2 separate regions of the Mus musculus genome follow, and region 1 is linked to region 2. A link is a contact called in public Hi-C data. All regions are on one chromosome and are shown on one strand. The core of a region is the stretch at or near the end of the contact, and the rest is flanking DNA. Distances in the headings are between cores, read along the strand shown. Region 1 has its middle 230 kb from the start of Gm32171. Region 2 has its middle 14 kb from the start of Gm31928.

Region 1 (2,841 bases), core at 138-2,637, 870 kb before region 2:
ATAATTTTAAAACCAAATTTTAACAGCACTCATTTTTTATTCTATTTGTGTATGTGTGAGTGTGTGTGTGTGTGTGTGTGTGTGTGTGTGTGTGAGCAATGTCATAACCCCAGGCTTGACCCCAGGCTAGTAATACATTTCAATATCACTGGTCTTCTTACACATGCATGCAAAAAGCTTGAGAAAGAACCAGAAGAGCAACAGAAAATAGCTTAAAATCACTAGCCTTGTAGGCTGGACAGTCATTCTTAAAAACAAAACCATACCAAAAGCATTGCTTAGCACTAATGCTATCTAACCTACAGATAAACTTGGAGCTTATCTAGACCTGATGGCTGTCTTGTAATTGGTCTTTAAAAATCGAATCTGACTCAGATGCTCTGGGATAGGACCTAAGATTTTCCTTCTAACTAGGTACCATCTGGTGCCATCACTACTGACCTAGTAGAGTAAAAAATCCTATAGATTGTGTGTGCAGGCACCCTTAATTTGCTTTAAGCAACTTTCACGGTGATTTCTAGAATTCTATTTTTTCCCTTTTTTTTTTTTTTTTTTTTTTTGGTTGTTCGAGACAGGGTTTCTCTGTATAGCCCTGGCTGTCCTGGAGTTCACCTTGTAGACCAGGCTGACCTCGAACTCAGAAATCTGCCTGCCAATGCCTCCCAAGTGCTAGGATTAAAGGCATGCACCACCACGCCCCGCCTTTTTTCCCCTTTTAAAAAACAAAGCATGTTTTCTCTGTTTCTTACAGGACTTCATAAAAGTCATAGAAGGAATACTTGAACTTCATACTGTACTTCCTACTGTCCCCCATCCTTCTCGGTGAAAAACAACTAGTTATCTTTGCCACTTTAGCTTAGACTGGAGGCTTATACCACAGTACTACCTGTCCCTTTCAGTACACAAGGCTTATATATGTTGTGCCCTCTTTTCTGTGTTTTCTTTTCTTTTCCTTTCCTTTTATTAGTTCAGTATATCTCAAAATCAATTCAGAGTTATTTCCAGGTTGTATTCCTCTTGACATTCCTGACCGGGTAATGGGTTTTAAATTTGTTTATTCTGTTTATCTCATCTACTACTGCAGAAAAAATATCTTCCTGACATTAACATAAACATCCAAGCTCAAAGCACTACATACAGAGACAGAAGTATGAGAATATATAGTTTCACTTCTCTGTTGAGGGCATCCAGAAGATGCCAGTTTAGAAATGTACCTTGGTGGCATCTCTGGATGCTGAGAACTCTGCTTGCTTTGGCGATGCTCCTGGATGTTTTCTCTTCTACATATCATAGCACCTGGAGGAAATCTTGAGTTTACTAAGCATCAAAGATGCAAAGTAACAGTGGATTGAAAGGCCCAGGTGGTGCAAGTCTAGGTTGACTGACTGTGACAGTACTGGTGACATTCATTTCCTGCCTGCAGTCAGTGCTGAAGCCACAGTTAGACAGAAAAGAGGAAGTTAATTGCCTCAGAGAAAAGGTCCCAGCATTAATTGTCACGTTAAAGTTCACATTGCATTAAAGCTTCTCACACAGGTTTATCCAGCAGCTGGCTCAGAAGAGCCAAGGCATCCATGTCTGTATATAATGACTCTCCTCTGGAGGAATTTTCCACTTCCTTGGAGACTGAAATGGGATAACATTTAGCTTAAACTATAGTTTGAAAAGCTCAGCGGGTCTAAGAACTCTGGAAAGCAGGGAAACTTGATTTTTGTCGGAAACCACAGACATTTGCGAAGAGCAGTCCCAAAGGAAGCAAGAGGCCCAGGAAATAGACATTCAGGATGCTAAAACCCACAGTCTCCCGATTGCTAAAGAAGGTCCCAGGCTATGTGGAACAGTTCATGTACTGTCACTGACAGTAATGACAAAACTTAAAGAAACCATGGCAAAAGTGAACATGTGATTGCTGGACCACAGGTAACAATCTCTGGGTCAGGAAGCAGCTGATCCCATTCATAACCTAGGTCTTCATTTTCAATCCTTCCTTTGGTGATGTCATGTAAGCGATTAGTGTCAATCCGCCTTTGCTACAACCTCAATCCTTCCCTCCCTCCTTCCTTCATGATGCCTATGCAGGGCACTTTTATCAAGGGAGGTCACTGACATGCTGGTAAAGTAACTGACTGGATGACCCATAGCTGCCTGTGTAGTAGCTCAACACGACTTTCAACAGCTCTGGGAGTCACATTTGCCATCATTAAGGTGGAAATCACATCATGTGTCTGGCAACTTAAAACTTGCATTTCAAAATGTTTCCACATTAAGTGTGATACTGTACATAAATTAATTTCTATCATTATGTGACTGGTCAGCCCCTAACAGTTTTGAAATCTGCTCCAATTTGCTTCAAGTTTCACCTGTTTTCATTCATTTTATCTAGGTCCTCCTCCTGACTTGAAGCTGGTCAGTTGCATCCTTTTTGACGTTTTAAATTCTGACCTTAGACTCAAATGTGAAAGTTCTGTTCCCAAAGAAGAAGAATGTGAAACTTCAGTTCTGAAGAAGGATGAAGAAGAAGAAGAAGAAGAAGAAGAAGAAGAAGAAGAAGAAGAAGAAGAAGAAGAAGAAGAAGAAGAAGAAGAAGAAGAAGAAGAAAGAAGAAGAAGAAGAAGAAAGAGGAAGGGGAAGGGAAAGAGGAAGAGGAAGAGGAGGAGGAAGGAGAAGAGGAGATTTATTTCATCTTCCAATGCTCGGGTCTCAGTCTATCACAGAGAGAAATCAGGGCAAGAACTCAAGGCAAGAAACTGGAGCCAGAAATTGAAGGAAAAGCCATTGAGGAAGGCTACTCCAATCTCAGTCTGCTTTCTTACACAACTCAGGAATACCTCCTCAGGAGTA
Region 2 (3,156 bases), core at 630-3,129:
CCAAGGCCCTATTTCCGAGATGTTTTCTTTCTTCCCTTCCATGGGCCTCCACTGACCCTCTTTGTGTCCCCCTGTGGTCCTCATTTCCACCTTCTCTCTTCACCATCAAACCTCTGAATTGTAACTGAGCTAAGATGCCCGAGACAGGATCCCAGAATAACTCCTTTTTATCCTGCCTGGGTTTGGGAATAGAAATAATCTCTTGGGTCTGACATGGCAGTTTGTCCCACATTTCCACTCTTGTTTTTGATATTTTGGACAAATATACTATAATCCTTACCCTACCTTACAGGTAGCAAGCCTGGAGCTCAGAAATCAGGTACAGCTCTGAGCTGAACTGGAACTGACTTCAGATAGATGCCCACAAAACAGTGACAGTGCCTACTGAAGCTCAACAAGTCCCCCCTCATGGCAGTGTGACTAGCTGGCCAGCCTCGAGGGGATTCGAAGCCCCACCCACGTGGCCCAGATGTCATTTACAGAAGTTAAATGTTCTTGGTCAGCTGAGGTTTCTGTGAGAGCTTCTGTTTGTATTGACTGTGGTATTGTTCACCTCTTACCATAGAAACCACGTTATTTCGGTCTCCTTTTGGTTGTTTCTGTGTTGCTTTAAATATTGTCCCAATTCAAGGGCAAATGCAAGGTCAATGTGAGCTTCATCAACAAGTTTAAATGGCAACCTCCATCTATGAGAGCAGAGTTGAAAGAGAGGAGTCAAAACACCTGTGTCCTAGCCCTCCTCTGCTGGTAGATTTAATTGAAGAGGGGGGTCTGTTTCCACAGAGTCACCAGCAGCAGTAAACTGGAGAAACCCACAGTGTAGCAATCTCCAAGTATTAAACATTCACATCTCTTGGTGTTCTTGACCGACTCTGCTGCACGGACAAGATGTCATCTATAAGCAATTGCTATTTTAGAAGACTGGAACCTTTCCTTCCTGAGAAAGCCCATATCTGAAAGAAGATGTCCTAGGAAGAGAAGGTATATGGTGAGCGTAGGTAAAGGCAGCTTGGTTGGTAAAGAAAGAGCAGAAGTGATCCTGGGTCTCCGGCCTGCCGAGGATGCTTCTGTGGGTGGTCTCAGGATCTGGGTGCACTTTTCTCCTGCAGACCCTGTTTCAAGATAGCTCAGCAAGATTAGCTCACCCAAACAACAAGTCACACACCCTTCTGTGCCCTAGATACCAGATAAGAACTGACAATCAAAGATAAGGAAGATTCTGCTTTTAAAATAAGCTTGTAGCTTATCAAAGGAAGAAACAAGCTGATACAAGTTTTCAAGGGAGTCTTGCAAAGAGTTAGATGATGCAGAGTTAAGGTAACAAAAGCCATCAACACTAAGGAGTCTTTTTATCTTGTAAGCTATGTAGCTAGCCTTTCTGTTTAAACCTTTCATTACTTAAGACATGTTTTCCAGGTCTGAGTCTCCTATTCAATTGCCTTCTCAGGACTGCAAGCACCATCTGAAGTTGTCCTGTCCCTCCTATGTGGCTTGACAAGGAACAGGACCTTATACTACTTCATAGTGTTCTACAGTCATCTCGGAGATGATGTGTCCTAGTCTAGTAGCAAGTTTCTTTCAGGCAACATTGAGACTCTTAATTATTTCTTCAGTAATACTTGACCCAACATTAGGCACATGAGATGTTATCACCAGATATTCCCATCAGAGTTTGCACCAGAATCCCTACTTCCTTGCCCTGAAGTTGGGGAGGCCTCTGATGGACACGGGACTTGCTTTCACTAATTGATTCACTTCTGGCAGAAGCTGAAGAATTTCAGCCTTTGTGTTTTTATCCTCTGGCACGTGTCAGGGTGGCAGCTGCTTTTCAGCCTGATCCGAGCAAAGCCCTCCACCCCCACCCCTGCCAGCCCAGAGCGTTCACACAGCGAGAGTAGGAAGTGTCACTGACTGCGTGACAACTGAGGTTTGGCACCTGTCACCACAGCGTAATCATCCCAGCCAACACACAGAAGAACACAGCAAATATTTGTTGATGTGTGTACTTATGGCTCCTAGACACCAGACTCTGAAGGAAGAAAACAAAGTCAAAAGGCTACTTATGCTGGACCAACAAAACCCTGTTCAGTACATTCTGTATCTACCTATATCTGCCTCACAGTCTGATGCTGCCGAATCCTATGTTTATGGTATGGTAGTCCATACATACATTCCTAGGGTAGAGTTTTGTTTATAAATTAGTAAGAGGTTAACATCAGTAACTTATAATACAATAGAATGGTTGCCATAGCATACTCTATAACACAGTTATTTATAACTTAACAATTTTTAAAATTTTACTTCTGGAATTTTCCATTTATATCTTCGGACTGTGGTTGACCATAGGTAACTGAAATTATGGAAAGCAAAACCACAGATAGTGAGGGTAGCTACATTCATGGCTGCTGTTCATGTTTCTGAAACATCACTGTTTCAGATCTCGGGTCTGAAAGACCCTCCCCTGTCTTTCGCTCTGAGGCGTCTTGGTCTGTAGGTATTGGTGGCCAAAATGAGAAACCTAAGGCCTGGAAAAGGGGGATGAGCCGGGAGCAAACTCAAACAGAATTGCAACGATGAAAGGGAAAGCTTTAATGAAGAAACTCTTGAAGAACACCCAGATAAAAATTCCTGGGAAGGCTGGGAGTGGAGCTCAGTGGTGAGGCTTGCCTAGTGTGGAAATGACAGAACTTGGCCTCTGTTATCAAGGAAACCTGAACTGCTTGGAAAGCATTTCACCCTCCTGCTGCTGTGTGTTTCTGAGCAAGTTACTTCACCTCTCTGACCAGGGCAGAGCCTTCATCTACAGAACAAAATAGAGAGAGCAGAGCTCAGCACCCAGAGGGGTGGGTGTGGTGGGAAGAGCCCTTTACATTCTGAACTTTGATAGGGATTTCCAGATGTCAACTGTCAGAGTACTCACCTGGTACCACAGAGCCTTGGGTTCGAATCCCAGTGCTACAAAAATCAGGTGTGGTCATGCATGCTCAAAATCCCAGCACTCAGTAGTCTTGACACTCAGGAGATAGAAGCTGGAGGGCCAGGGCTTCAAGGTCATCCTTGGCTACATAGTAAGGTTATCGCAGGCTGCATGAGACCCTATTTTAATTAAAGACAAACAAACAAACAAACAAAAAATGCCTCTTTTCCAGTAAAATA

What was found. Hi-C and Micro-C count contacts between places; a contact is called where the count stands out from the background.
Region 1: a Hi-C map of pre-B cells shows a contact between it and region 2, with 3 times the contacts expected there. The contact joins two enhancer-like sites. A contact is called at or near these places in 1 of 484 Hi-C or Micro-C datasets (pre-B cells) and 1 of 115 datasets of contacts at active chromatin or transcription factors (large pre-B cells).

Annotation. Positions count from the first base shown.
Region 1 is chr9:33,481,982-33,484,822 of GRCm38.p6, reverse strand. No RefSeq gene overlaps it. Among named protein-coding and RNA genes, the nearest start is that of Gm32171, 230 kb to the right of the region's middle. Within about 2 kb of position 1,387, at least 42 of the 459 cell types and tissues checked have an H3K27ac peak or open chromatin away from gene starts, as enhancers often do. A contact at or near this core is called in pre-B cells, where this site is marked.
Region 2 is chr9:32,614,879-32,618,034 of GRCm38.p6, reverse strand. No RefSeq gene overlaps it. Among named protein-coding and RNA genes, the nearest start is that of Gm31928, 14 kb to the left of the region's middle. Within about 2 kb of position 1,879, at least 67 of the 459 cell types and tissues checked have an H3K27ac peak or open chromatin away from gene starts, as enhancers often do. A contact at or near this core is called in pre-B cells, where this site is marked.